Linked DNA regions of Sus scrofa: all the other regions are linked to region 3. A link is a contact called in public Hi-C and HiChIP or PLAC-seq data. All regions are on one chromosome and are shown on one strand. The core of a region is the stretch at or near the end of the contact, and the rest is flanking DNA. Distances in the headings are between cores, read along the strand shown.

The links. Hi-C and Micro-C count contacts between places; a contact is called where the count stands out from the background. HiChIP or PLAC-seq counts read pairs in DNA pulled down with a chosen protein or histone mark.
Region 1: a contact with region 3 is called in an H3K27ac HiChIP or PLAC-seq map of alveolar macrophages. The contact joins the promoter of RAPGEFL1 here to the promoter of PSMD3 in region 3. A contact is called at or near these places in 3 of 47 Hi-C or Micro-C datasets (alveolar macrophages, embryonic fibroblasts and skeletal muscle) and 1 of 2 datasets of contacts at active chromatin or transcription factors (alveolar macrophages).
Region 2: a Hi-C map of epiblast stem cells shows a contact between it and region 3, with 4 times the contacts expected there. The contact joins the promoter of GRB7 here to the promoter of PSMD3 in region 3. A contact is called at or near these places in 1 of 5 promoter capture datasets (fetal liver) and 2 of 47 Hi-C or Micro-C datasets (epiblast stem cells and liver).
Region 4: a contact with region 3 is called in an H3K27ac HiChIP or PLAC-seq map of alveolar macrophages. The contact joins the promoter of CASC3 here to the promoter of PSMD3 in region 3. A contact is called at or near these places in 1 of 47 Hi-C or Micro-C datasets (epiblast stem cells) and 1 of 2 datasets of contacts at active chromatin or transcription factors (alveolar macrophages).

The regions. Positions count from the first base shown.
Region 1 is chr12:22,194,211-22,197,553 of Sscrofa11.1, forward strand. RAPGEFL1 (rap guanine nucleotide exchange factor-like 1) reads right to left here and starts at 1,631. Exons shown (of 11, transcript XR_002337116.1): 1 at 717-1,631.
Region 2 is chr12:22,581,756-22,585,125 of Sscrofa11.1, forward strand. It overlaps GRB7 (growth factor receptor-bound protein 7), which reads right to left and starts at 1,631. Exons shown (of 15, transcript XM_021067040.1): 1 at 1,435-1,631.
Region 3 is chr12:22,358,220-22,361,810 of Sscrofa11.1, forward strand. It overlaps PSMD3 (26S proteasome non-ATPase regulatory subunit 3), which reads right to left and starts at 2,331. Exons shown (of 12, transcript XM_003131496.5): 1 at 1,932-2,331. The coding sequence starts at 2,151.
Region 4 is chr12:22,220,162-22,223,593 of Sscrofa11.1, forward strand. CASC3 (protein CASC3) reads right to left here and starts at 1,412. Exons shown (of 15, transcript XM_021067024.1): 1 at 1,137-1,412; 2 at 1,109-1,134; 3 at 705-732. The coding sequence starts at 1,338.

The sequences.
Region 1 (3,343 bases), core at 381-2,880, 160 kb before region 3:
AGTCCATGTGCTGAAGCCTGACGATGGACAGGCAGGAGTTGGAGAGGTTCAGACCACCCCCACCCCCAGATGCTGCAGGGCCCTGATGTCTGCCCGGCCACCTTTCCCCCACCAAATACCTTCTTAGCCCCGAACGAGAACGCAGCCCTCCCCCCAAGCTGCTGAGGACAACGCATCCCTTTGGCTGGGCCCAAAAGGCACCTTGGGCCCCATGCCTGTCTGGCACTGCCCCCCCACCCGCACCCTGAGTGGGCCAGCCCTCTGCTCTGGGGCTTCTAAACAGAACTGGGGACTCCTGGAAGGTCTTTCAGGGCTTGGCCACCTCTAGGGGGCCACACTGACTGGTCTGGGCAGCGTCCATCTTAGCATGTCAGGCCCGAATTTGGGGCCACAGAAGGACGCAGTCAACATCAGGGACCTAGGAAGGGCTGGATAAGATGTCCGGGGGAGAGGAGAGGTGGCTTAAGGAGAGAAAGAGGTTCAGCTTCTTCCCCAGCCACTGGCTGAAGCTGCTACAGGGAGGAAGGTGGCACTGCCACTTCTCCACTGCAGAAGGGTCTGTCCCTCCCGTAGGCCCCTAGCCCACTTCAGCTGACCAGACCACTCAACCCCACACCGAGGCTCCGCGCAGCGCCACCCCCACTCTCCAAGGGCAAGGAAGAGCAACCAGGGGACGACCCCCTACTGGGGGATGGATGAGCTGGCCGACTCCTTACCTGAGGCAGCGCTGTCCCTGGTGGCCCCTCCAGCCAGCCGCTCCAGAACCCGGTTCAGAAGATGCTCCGGCCGCTCGGGGGCGCCCAGGGGGGCCCAGGGTGGGGAAGGCAGGGGCTCGCCCGGGGACAGCTCATCTGAGGAGTACGAGGAAGGGGAGCGCAGGGCCCCCCCTCCCCCGAGCGGTCCGGGCCCTGGCACCTCCTCTAGCTGCAGCCAACAGGGCCCCCTGCTGCTGAGCTCCTCCGCGACCCCCGCCAGCTCGCCCCCGTCCTCCTCAGGGGGCGGCTCCAGCCCCGGCTCGGCGGGGGGCTCCCGGAGGAAAGCTGGGAGCAGCAGGCGAGACACGCTCTGACGCCGCTGCAGTGGCCGCGGTCCCCCGGTTGGACCGCCGCCCCCGCCAGGTCCCCCACCCCCTCCAGGCCCGCCGCAGCTACCCGGACCCCCGCCGGGACCTCCCGCCACCGTTCGCCCCGCCAGCTGCGACGTCTGCTTCTTCAGAAATTTCTCCAGCGGCTTCATGCCCCCCCCCCGCCCCTCTCCTCGGGGCCGCCGGAGGACCCAGGTGTCCCAGGCGCGGGCGGGGGGGGGGCGGGGACACGATGCTCAGAGCCGGAGGGGCAGAGCGGAGGGCCGTGCCAGGCGCCGGACTGGGGGCAGAGGTGCCCGAGGCTCGCTGGCCGGAGTCCAGTGGCCAGGGGCCGGAGGGGGTGCCAGAGGGAAGGAGTGCCTGCTCTTAGTGGCCCCCCATGCCGGCTGCAGCGCACGCGGCCCGAAGGGTGGGTAGGCTGCGGGGCCGGTGCCCCTCGCTCTACGCTCCGGAGCCGGGCTGCGGCGGCAAAGGCAGCGGGTGGTGCGCAACGCTGAGAAGACGCGGCGGTGGCGGCGGCGGCGGCAGCGGCGGCGGCGGCTGTGCTCCTGACCGGGGGGAAGGTGGCAGAACTGAGGCCGCGCCCCCTCCTTCAGTCCCCGCCCAGTCCCCGCCCCCGCCCTTCATGGGCCCGCCCCCTAGGCCGCGCGAGGCTTGAACTTGGGCGCAGGGGCTGACAGCGAGGGAAACAGTAAGGGGCTGAATGGGATTAGACTCGGGGCAGATCCAGACGTTCAGGGCAAAGGGGAGGGAGTAATTTACCCACTGAAAGGGGGTTCCTGGCTTGAGGCCTACGAGGACTCTTGGTATCATTGCAAAGAACCAGGCCACACACTTTGCTTGACTCACCTACCTGTATTCGGGTGGGGCCTCCAAAAATTGCTGATTGGTTGTCCATCACTCTGGATCTTGATAATGTACTCTTGTTGCCATACTCTGAGGAATATGTGGTTTTTATCTTCCTTCTGTTAGAAGGGCTGGAAAGGCCTCGGGTGAACTGGCATTGAAACCTGAGGCAGTACTCATCTGCCCTTTCTGGTAGGGCACAATAGGTGGTGAGGGCCTGGCCTGTGAGAGGCAGGTACTGGCAGGCAGGTAGGAGCCAGGCTGGGAGCCGCAGGTTGTGGCAGGTCTAATTGGGGTGAGGAGAAGAGACAGTAGGCAAAGGGGGAGGAGACCAGGAGCACAAGGGCACCTGAGCCTAGCTGGCAGCAGGAGGAAGCAGAGCCCTAGAGATGGTTGACAAGCTCCAGAACTGCCAACTAACACCATCCAGCATAGAGAGCGAGCCCATCCAGAGATGACATAACCACAGAGTGAGGAAAGTAATACCAAATTTGCTCTCCAAGTAATCTTATTCCTGATGCCTATGCCCAGAGCATTCTGCCCCTAAGGGCACACCGTTCCAGAAGGAGGGTGGTAGAGAGACATGCTCAGTGTAAGCACATCAAGGTTAAGGTAACAAGGTGGGGAGTGGCACCAGGCACCAGATGGGTTGAGGCTCCTTGGCCAATGCCCCACCCCTGTTTACTGTGCACCAACCAGGCAGCAACAGGAATGTTAAAGGCTGGGAGTGGTGGTGGAACTGAACAGGGTGTGTGCCATGCACGTGTGTCACTGTGTGTACCTATCTGGTCCTATGTGTGCAAGAGCATGTCTTCATAGAAATAAAGCTTTGCACACCCATCTGTTTGTGGATTTGCAAAAAAGAACAGTTAAAAAGGAGAAAGCACACTTTTGGCTAAAAAGCTGGACTAGAGAGCCGAGTATTTGTTTCCTGGGTTCTCATTATTGGATACCCCAATATCTTTGGGGCTAAGAGGGGAAACTGGTTGGAGTGGCTCGTAGCTCCCCAGGCATTTTATGAACCAAATAAGAAGAGGGGAGGGCTCCACTCCCAGCACATGCCACAGTTACCAGATTAAGCTGGTTGCCTTGGTAACATCCTCTCTGGGCAGGATTTGGGATTGTCAGGAAGAGGGAAGAATTGGGGAGTATGGAAGGTATGGGGGCTATAAATAAAAGGGTCAAAGAGACTTCTGGAAACTGGAAACTCGGGGAACAGGACCCCAGCATTCTCCAGCTACTCAAAGCTATCAGGCATAGACTAAGTTTAAGACCTTGAATCAGAGAGGAAAGCCAGCATGGCATGACGGTCCTCCTAGGACATCAGTGGTTTTCACCCCAACTGCACTTTGTAATCCAGGAACTTTTCAAAAATATTGTTGTCCAGGCCCCAACTTGTCAATTAAGTCAGAT
Region 2 (3,370 bases), core at 381-2,880, 220 kb after region 3:
GTCGGGGAGCTCTTAGGGCGAGGGCCCAGGTGAGGAGGCGGGAAACCCCTAGGTGACCCGGAGTTGGGGGGAGGGCCCGGGACCCTGAGGCCCCGCCCACTCCCTCACTAAGGGGAAAAAACACCCAATGGGAGTGAGGGGGGGCAGCTCTTTTAAAGTTTAATTTGGGAAGAATGCTAGAGTGTCTGCGAAGTTAATCATTACAGGCCGCTTGCCTTCACGGGGGGCCCCCCCAGCAGGAGAGCAGGGGGAGAGGGGAGAGCAGAGTCCAGGACGGGCAGACCAAGAGGGGGCAATCCCGAGGGACAGCGGGGTTGGAAGGACTGACGATGGCGGGCAGGTGCACTCTCCATCCCCGACCTGCCCGGGAGGCCCAGACTCGGACCCGGGTCTTTCCCCAGCCGCTTCAGACAAGGCACTCGCCCCCGCCCCAGGCACGCGCGCACACACTCCCCAGCACCCCCCACCACACACACACACACACGCACACGGCACTGCGGATCCCCCCGCATCTAACCCTCCAGTCTACCGAGACCACATCTTTCGGAAGCCAGGAGGGACCCCCCGCCTGCCCACCCCCACCGTCCCATCCGAGGGCATCCTTGTGGCCGAGTGGGGGCTACACTCCAGAGAGACGGCGTTCTGGCAGTTTAGGGAATCCTTGTCCCTTACTGCCCTCCAAATTGAGGGTGCCCCCGTGGCCCCCGCGGAGACGACTCTTTCATAAAGACTTGGGGGAACTCAAGCTGCGGTCAAATCAGACAGAGCAAGAGAGAGACTTGGGGCAGCTCCCTCGGTATCTGGACCCTCCCCTCTCAGCTCTCTTTCTGGGAATGTGGGGAGGGGCTAGTTTCAGCGGGAAAACCGCGTCTCCAGGAGGCGAGAATCTGTGATCTCGCTTCCCGGCCCCGTCAGCTGGTGAGTGTGCGTTTGGGATGGGGGCGACCTGGGTGCGGGGAGTTGCGGAGAGGGTCGGGAGGAGCCGGGAGGGCAGGAGATGAGAGTAGGGAAAGACTGAGGGCAGCTGGTGAGGAGGGGGCGGGATGGGAGGCTGGAGGAAAAGAGAAAGTGAGGCCGCCAGAGCAACCCAGCAGGAGGCCGAATCTTTTTCCATATGGACCCTGGGGCTCCCCACCCCCAAGATGAAGTGTCCGCTTTGGTCCTTACCTGGACCCTGGGCGTTGGTACACCGGGCTGGGGCCACCGATTTAAGGAGGAAGACGCCAAGCCCTTAACTACCTGTCCTCCTCCTGTCCCCGCCCTGGCCTGACATCACTGAGCGAGGAAGGGAAGGGGGAGCCAGGCAGACGCCTGGCCGCCCACCTGGGCAGCCAGCCAGCCAGCTCTTGGCCCTGAGACTGGCACAGCCTGGGGCCCTGGTGCGGCTAGAGGTGGGAGCAAGTTGTCTTCTGGGACGAATCTCCGTCCCCTTACCTGGAAGAGCCCCAGCAGGAGTCGCAGGACACAGGGGCTGAAGTCCGGCTCTGTCTAGGAACCTCAGGTACCTGGACTTGATTTCAAATCGGCTCCCTCTATTCTACAGGTGGTAGGAGGGTGTCCTGACTTTGGGCACAGAAGGAGGGGGAAGGCTGAGCCCTGTTGTCCAGGCACCTTGCCCAGGGAAACAAATTATCTTGGGCAGGTGGGGGCGGGGCACGGGGGAGGGGCGTGGGAGGAGGAAGCCCAGGAGGAGGGGCGGGGCCTCCCCAACACTACGCTGGCTGGGATTGTTTTTGTCCTTAGGCTGGCAGCAGGTGACTGGGGAGAGGCGATTGAACTGAACTGAGCAGCCCGAGAGCGAAGGTCCTCACCACCTGGGAGGGAGAGGCTGGGGGCTAGAAGGTCAGGGGAAAGGGCCCCGCCCACCCTTCCCAAACCTGGAATGTTCATTGGCCAATTTAGGGGGCTTGACTGCAGCTCTGGGGCCTACCCCCCTGGGGCAAAGGGCGACTCTTCGAAAGCCGGAGGCCAGCCAGAGGGGTGTCCAGCAACTTGGCCTGCCCCTTGACCTCCAGCCACAGTCTGGCCACCCAGCCTGCATCCTGGCCCCTCGGAGGCACCTGGGCTAAATCCTGTCTTCTGAGCAAAGTCCAGGGTCTCAGTCTCCTGAAATCCAAGGGGTTAGACGAGGTCCCCTGGTGAGAGGAGTGATTTGGGGAAAGCTCTGGCCAGGTGCTAGGGGACTCCCCTTGCGCTCTCCTTCAGCACTAGGCAAACACAACGGTGAAGAGCCCGCCTGAGAGGCTGAGATCAAAGACAGTAGCCACCTCCCAGCCCAAGCGGGTGACAGTTGGATAAACAAACAATTCATAGGGGTGATAAGAGGTCTGCCCCCCCCGGGGGGGGGCGTGGAGGAGTGGCTCCAGGCTCAACTTTCTCCAAACTGGGTTTTCCTTGGAAAAACCAGTATGAGAGGACTAAGCCAAGAAGTGAGGGAGGGGCGAGGTCACCTGGGCCACAGAAGCGTTTGTGCAAAGCGCAGTAGACCATTCACTCAGTCACTCCTTCATTCACTTGACTAATATTTGTTACGTACCTACTATATGCAAACCCCATGCTTGGCACTGGGGATACAACAAAATGACCTGCCCTTATCTTCATGCAGCTCCATCACAAAGACTTATGTTAATCAAAGAATACACAAATAATAAGAAATGGCACGAGACAACTACACTGGGAGAACAACTTACCTGGGAGGTTGGGAAAGACTTCTCCATGGAAGTGACCCTGGAGCAGGGGGGAAGTTGTCTTGGGGCAGGGGACAGAAGTGGATTGATGGATGGGAATGTCACCTTTCATGATGACAGAACAAGCGCCAAAGCCCTTGGCAAAAGGGGACAGAGCATCTAGAGGCAGAATGGGGGTGGAGAAGGAAGGACAGGAGGCCTTACAGGTGTGGCTGAGCAGGTATGGAAGGTGTGGCGAAAGGCTTTGTACACAGCTGTTTCTCAAAGTGTGGCCTGTGACCACAGCCTCCAACGCTCTCTAGGCTTGTGTAAAAAAACAGGTCCCTGGGCCCCTCCCCAACTACTGAATCTTGGTCTCTGGGGCCAAGACCCAGGAATGTGTGGTATTGACAAGCCCTCCGGTGGTTGTTCTGTAAACCAGGTTTAAGAGCCATCCATCCTGTCTGTCCAGACCAGCAGGAACTATGGGCAGAGGCCAGACTCTGCAGGGTCCATCTGGGCTTTAAGTAGAGGCACAGAAGAGGGGCAGACTTATATTTTAGAAAACTCACTCTGGTGTTGAAGGGTAGGTTGGCGGGGGAAGCCAGATTCGGAGGGCTGAGTACGTTTCCATTTATATGACTTTCTGGAGTGGGCAGATGAGAAGGACCCAAGGCAGATCTGGAGCTGGGAAGAAGGGAGAG
Region 3 (3,591 bases), core at 1,081-3,580:
AATTAAGTAAACACTAGTACTTTCATTTGTAGAGATAAGAAAACTAATTTCAGAGCTCATATTCTTTGCCACTATGTCAGGTATTCAATAAATGTTTCTGGAATACACTGAGTGCTATGTTTACGGATGTGTTACATGAAAGCACACAAACCCATCTGTATTTAGTTATGCCCTGTTCCTAACTGGTTATATAGCCTTGATCTCCATTATGGGAGAACAGCTCAAAAATTCATGGGAAAAATGTTAACCATGGCTGTTTTTACCCCCTTCTACTTCAGAGCTTTCATATTAAATGAGGTGTTTAAAAGAAACATGAGAGTTCCCTGGTGGCTCAGTAGGTTAAGGACCTGGCATTGTCATTGCTGTGGTGTGGGTTCGATCACTGGCTTGGAAACTTTCGCATATAGTCGACTCTCATAAACCGCAAAAAAGGATCTTATTTAGATAATAAGTCTGCTGTCCAACTTTATTTTATTTTATTTTATTTTTTGGTCTTTTTTTGCTATTTCTTGGGTCGCTCCCGTGGCATATGGAGGTTGCCAGGCTAGGGGTCGAATCAGAGCTGTAGCCACCAGCCTATGCCAGAGCCACAGCAACGCGGGATCCGAGCCGCGTCTGCGACCTACACCACAGCTCACGGCAACGCCGGATCCTTAACCCACTGAGCAAGGGCAGGGACCGAACCCGCAACCTCATGGTTCCTAGTCGGATTCGTTAACCACTGCGCCACGACGGGAACTCCTGCTGTCCAACTTTAGAGTAGGAGCTCATGCAGTCAACACTATCACACTCTCAAAACACCACTCAGGTGCATCAATTTGCTTATTTCCATGTGTTTTTTGTTTTGTTTGGTTTTTCAGGGCCTCACCCATGGCATATGGAGGTTCCCAGGCTAGGGGTTGAATTGGAGCTGTAGGTGCCAGCCTATACAACAGCCACAGCATGCCAGATCCACTCTGTGTCTGCGACCTACACCCCAGCTCACGGCAACACTGGATCCTTAACCCACTGAGTGAGGCCAGGGGTCGAACCCGCAACCTCATGGTTCCTAGTCCGATTTGTTTCCTCTGAGCCACAACGGGAACTCCTACTTCAATGTTTTTGAGCGAGGTTCTTATGCAGTTAAGTACAGAGAAAATCAATAAATAGTCTGGTCCTATTTGATCCAGAACAGAAAAACAACATCAAGATCACAATGAGAAGCTCTCACTCTACCCACTCCGAATGTGGACAGGGAGCTCTGAGTAAGAAAAGCGAAATATGAACTTGGAGGAACGAGAGAATGATAGGAAACTGGCAACAGGTGCCGAGGAGAAAAGAAATGGGCTGGGGGTTGTTTAGGTGGAAGGCAAGTACGAGGAACTCAAACAAGGTGTGTAATATATTTAAACTTTAGAAACAGTAGGAGTTTGGGCTTAGAGGAGGAGAAACAGGGCAAAGGGGATCGCGCGGGCATCTCAATTACAGCAACTAGGAAGCAAGATGCTATGTAAAAAGAGCTCTTTTAGGGCAGTTTGCTAAAGGTAGTTAAGACAACAAACCATTCTTAAAACTCGGGGCCAGTATTCTGCGTCATCCTGACCTCCTTCGCACATGACTACACTGGTTTTTAGAGAGGTCAATCATACACTGGGGACGCCAGAATCAGTGTAAAAGGAGTAATAACGTCAGAGGAGAGAATTCAGAAAAGGGAGTCTACGGGCCCAATGACATCTAGTTCTGGACGCAACCCCAGGTTGCGGAGAGGTGTGTGCGAAGGGCCTGAGCCCGGAGAGAAGGCTCGGCTAGTGAGGCTGGGGTCGGAGTGTGAGGGAAGTAGGGGCGGGCACCTGGGGGTGATCTCAACGAACTAGGGGTGGTAGAGGCTGCGCTGGATCACCGCGGCGCTGTCACCCGTGGTCATGGCATGCCCACGGCCCGCGCTCTCGTACCCTCCAAGGTGACGGTGTCCAGCTCTCGCTGGGAGTGCTCAGCCGCCGCCGCTGCCGCCTTGCCATCGGTCTCCCCGGTTGATGCGCCACCGGCCGCTGCCTCTTCTTTCATCTCCACATCTTGAGGGGCTGGGGGCGGCGGTGGTTCCTGCTCCGCTCCGCCGGGCGGTGGCTTTGCCTTGTCCGTGCCACGGCGCCGCGCCGAGCCCTCCTGCTTCATGGCGCCCGGGGTCGCGGCCTAGTCCGGGGACCGAGGCCGGGGCCTCGGGTGAATCCTCGCACCGGAGACCAGGAACCGAGCCGGGCCTGCACACGAGCGCGGGCTCGCGTCGGGCCGCACGATGACGGAGCAGCTGCAAACCCCTTCCCGGCGCTGGGCCTTGTGGGAAATGCCAGGCCGAGTGGGCCAATTGCCGAGTCCACAAAGGGGAGAAAAATCAACAGCCGATGTGCGGATGGAGGCGGATCTTCGAGGAGGAGCGGGGAGGAGCCTGTAGGGGTTTGTCCGGCTTGTTTTGAACTGTTTCTGTGTGTTTTTTTCCTTTGTGTTCCTTTCCGGTGTATTTCTATGTATGTCCGCATGAGGTCCCCTCAGGCCCCCACTGGGTCACTGCGGACTCTAAGCACCCAACTTCGATGAAATGGGTAGGGTCTATCCAAGCGCAGAGCGTGATGACGCCACGAGTTGCCAGGCGAGTTTCATGCCTAAACTCGCTCAATTTGCAGTTCTCAACCGCCGCTTGATGCAACTGGCGCGAGAGAAGAAAAGAAGCTGCGAAGGGATGTTGAGCTAGGCTGTTGGGCTGAAAACTACACCGAATTGGAGACGAGGAAGAACCCCATGGGATTCAGACTTTCTTGTCCGATTTTAGCTAGTGCTGAAAATAAGGCATAAAATCTCTGCAGCCTGGGAGTGCGGATGCGGGGAGAGTGCATTTGCGTATAATCACTTATAATTTAGTAAAATTTAGGGGTCCACTCTATGTGAGGCTCAGGGCTAGCACATTTCAGGGGGCAGGGTGGTGGAAAAAACAAACAAACAAACAAACAAAAAAAAAACAGCTCCAGAAGTTCTCTTTGTGGCTCAGCAGTAACAAACCCGACTAATATACATGAAGATGCAGGTTCAATCCCTGGCCTCGCTCAGCGGCTTAGGAATCTGGCGTTGCCATAAACTGCGGTGTAGGTCGCAGACGTAGCTCGGGTCTGGCATGTTGCTGTGGCTGTGGTGTAGGCTGGCTGCTGCAGCTCGAATTCCAACCCTAGCCTGGGAACTTCCATATGCTGCAGGTGCAGCCCTAAAAAGCAAACAAAAACAAAAAACAAAAAAAAACCCCGCAAACCAACACTCCCCACCCCCCCGCGCGCCAGAAAAAAAACAACCCAGAAAAACAGCTCCAGAGCGTGGTCTGCTGGAAGCTCTGCTCTGGGCTGCCATGTATTGTGATGCTGGACACAAGAGGGTGGAAGATGATGATGGAGACTCTTCACTGTAGTGAAATGGGGAACAGAATAATAGTCTACCTAAGGTGGGCTTAAGAATCCCCCAGGGGAGGAGTTCTCGTCGTGGCGCAGTGGTTAACGAATCCGACTAGGAACCATGAGGTTGCGGGTTCCGTCCTTGCCCTTGCTCAGTGGGTTAACGATCCAGCATTGCCGT
Region 4 (3,432 bases), core at 162-2,661, 140 kb before region 3:
CGATTCGACCCCTAGCCTGGGAACCTCCATATGCCGCGAGAGCGGCCCAAGAAATAGCAACAACAAGAACAACAACAACTAAAGACAAAAAGACAAAAAAAAAAAAAAAAAAAAAAAAAAAAATTGGGTTGTGGTGATCGTTGTCTAACTATAAATGTAACAAGACGTTCCCATAGTGGAGCGTGGAAACAAATCTGACTAGGAACCATGAGGTTGCGGGTTCGATCCCTGGCCTCGCTCAGTGGGTTAAGGATCCAGCGTTGGCGTGAGCTGTGGTGTAGGTCGCAGACACCGCTTGGATCCTGTGTTGCTGCGGCTGTGGCGTAGGCCGACAGCTACAACTCAGATTGGACCCCTCGCTTGGGAACCTCCATATGCAGCAGGTGCAGCCCTAAAAAGACAAAAAAAAGAAAAAAGAAAAAAAAAGCTACGAATGTAATAAAAATCACTGAGTTAAAAAAAATTCTGACATCAACCTATGAGGTAGATAAAATTATACTCCCCCATATGCAGAGACAATAGGTTCAGAGAATGACTTTCTCAAGATTATACTGCTAAAACGTATGCTCTTTAGCACTATGCTACCAAGAGCCTCTTTGTGGAATTCCTCCTCCCGCCCCAAATCCTTAAGTTTAAGAGGATGTCAATTGCTGGAAATAGGTGACCTACGTTTATGAGCAAAAAACTGTCACGATGCTACTTACCATCGCCCTCGATGCCATCTTCACTCTCCTGAAGGAAAAGAGAAGACATGGGTTAGTTCTGTGATTTCCAGAGGATGGAGAGTTGGAGACTGAATACAAAATGATTGCAAAGGGAGCCGAGGAAAGATACATCTTTAACAAACTGCGTCCGAGGAAGGTCCAGTCTATTCCCCTCCAGTCCCGATTACTGAATAAACATCCGCTTTCCATCCACAGCAGCTCTGCCCTCTTTCTAGACATCCCGACCCCTCCTATTCCCTTGGGGCTCCGGATGCAAACCGCACTGGGACAGCTCTCCCCTTCTCGAACACGTTACACCCCACCATCTACCATCAACTCCCAGCCTCCCATCATCACCTACAACCCGCCCCCTTTCCCGGCCCGCCCCGCCCGCGCGCACTCACACATTCCGACTCCTCAGCGCTCTTGGCCCCCCGCTCTCCACCCGCCGCAGATGAAGGGCCCCGACTCGGCCTCCGCGCTGGGAGGGCAGAGAGCCGCTGCCGCCGCCTCCAACACTGCCGCTGCAGCTCCCGCCGCCCCGCGCCAAGGAACTGCCACTGTCTGAGCCGGAAGCACCAGATTCTTCGTCCTCAGTGTCCTGCGAAGCGCGTTGCCGCCGCCGGTCCGCCATCTTACGGAGAACGGCCGCCGCTGGCCAGCTCCTTACGTACCGCGCCCGTCGCAGGGGCTGCCGGGAGGCTCGAGAGTCGGTCCCAGCATGCTTCACTAGTGGGGCTGGTCGCCCCTTTTCAGGGGGTGGGGCTGGAGGCGGGGCTGGCGCCCTGCGGCACGTTGCGGGCGAGTCGAATTGCGTCAAATAGTGCCGTAAGGGGGCGTGGCATGGTCCCAGACTTCCCCTGGGTAGGGCCCCGGGCGAGGGGAGCTGTGCTCCCGCAGCTTCCTCCGGCTCCTTTCCCGGCCATCTTGGGCTTTGCCAATGGATAGCGTTGACCTGTCACAGCTTCAGAGCGGCAATGCTGTTTCATGGTTTTCTTTTTCCATTTCTTGTTTCTGCCTACGTTTGAAGCAGATCGTTTTACTGCATTTGTTTGTAAAATCACGAATCAAGGTAAACCTCTAGAGCCGTAGTGCGGCATCAGATTTGTCAAACCAGTCCATTTTAAGCTAAAGGGTGGAAGAGAAACCAGTTGTCTGCAATGAAGCTTGAGGATTCAGTGTTGCAGCACTGCAATGTTATCCCTGTATTCTCATTTCCTCTTCCCTCGTCATGGGTCTTCCCACCCCAGCCATCACCTCTCCCAAAGTGCAAGCAGGTATAACTGTAATCTTACCAAGATTTTAGAGCCGATTTAAAAAGAGATAATCACAGGAACTGGAGTTGGTAAAACATCCTGATTTCCTTTTTGTTAAGGGTTGCCAGACGGGTAGATGAGGGAATGCTTTGGATTTGGCAAGACATTTTAAAGCAATGAAAAAAGGAGTTCCCTTCGTGGCGCAGTGGTTAACGAATCAGACTAGGAACCATGAGGTTGCGGGTTCGGTCCCTGCCCTCGCTCAGTGGGTTAACGATCCAGCGTTGCCGTGAGCTGTGGTGTAGGTTGCAGACGCGGCTCGGATCCCGCGTTGCTGTGGCTCTGGCGTAGGCCGGCAGCTACAGCTCAGATTAAACCCCTAGACCATGGTAACGTACAAGAATCTCTGGACCATGGTAACGTACAAGAAGCCTCAGCTAAGCTATTAGTGCACCTACAGGAGTGCACATTAATATACACCAGAGGAATTCCTGTTGTGGCTCAGCTGGTTACAAACCCGACTAGCATCCATGAGGATGCCGGTTCAAACCCTGGCCTGGCTCATTGTGTTAAGGATCCAGTGTTGCTGTGGCTGGGGTATAGACTGGCAGCTGCAGCTCCAATTTAACCCTTAGCCTGGGAACTTCCATATGCCACAGTTGCGGTCCTAGAAAGAAAAAAATATATGTGTGTATATATATGCACACACACACACACACCAGAGCAAGGTCCTTATGGGATAGCACAGGAGTCTGTCCTGTGTAATATTTTTACAAATATGGTTAAGGGTCCTGATACCAAATTCATATGCAGTATGAAACTAGAAGTCCTTCTGAATGAATTAAGATATTTAGTCAGTATCCAAACAGATCTCAGTTGGTTAAACAAGTGACCAATATGACAACTTGTAAATACAGCTCCAAAAACCAACTGCCTGTGTTAAAAATGGAGGATGTATGACTTAATTTTTTGTTTTAAGGGAGTTACATGGTGGCAGCATTGTCACTACTGTGGCACATATTTGACAACTGGCCTGGTAACTTTCACATGCTGCAGGCTCAAAAAAGACCTAGAGTGAGTTCCCGTTGTGGTTCAGCAGATTAAGAACCCAGTTGGTATCCATGAGGATGGGGGTTCCATCCCTGGCGTTGCTCAGTGGGTTAAAGGATACAGCGTTACTGCAAGGTGTAGGTTGTGGATGCAGCTGGGATCTAGCGCTGCTGTGGCTGTGGCATAGGCTGGAGGCTATGGCTCTGATTCAGGCCCTAGCCTAGAAACCTCCATGTGCTTTGGGTGCGGCTCTAAAAAGACAAAAAAAAGAGAGACTTAGAGGATCCTATTGATCACAAGGTAAATTTATAAACTTGGCTGCCAAGTTTAGTGTCTAAATATGGAAAGTCTGCCACTTTGCCTTTCAGTTGGTCTGAGTTCAGCTTTTAAATAGACATAAGCAAATTGTTCACTCATCCAGG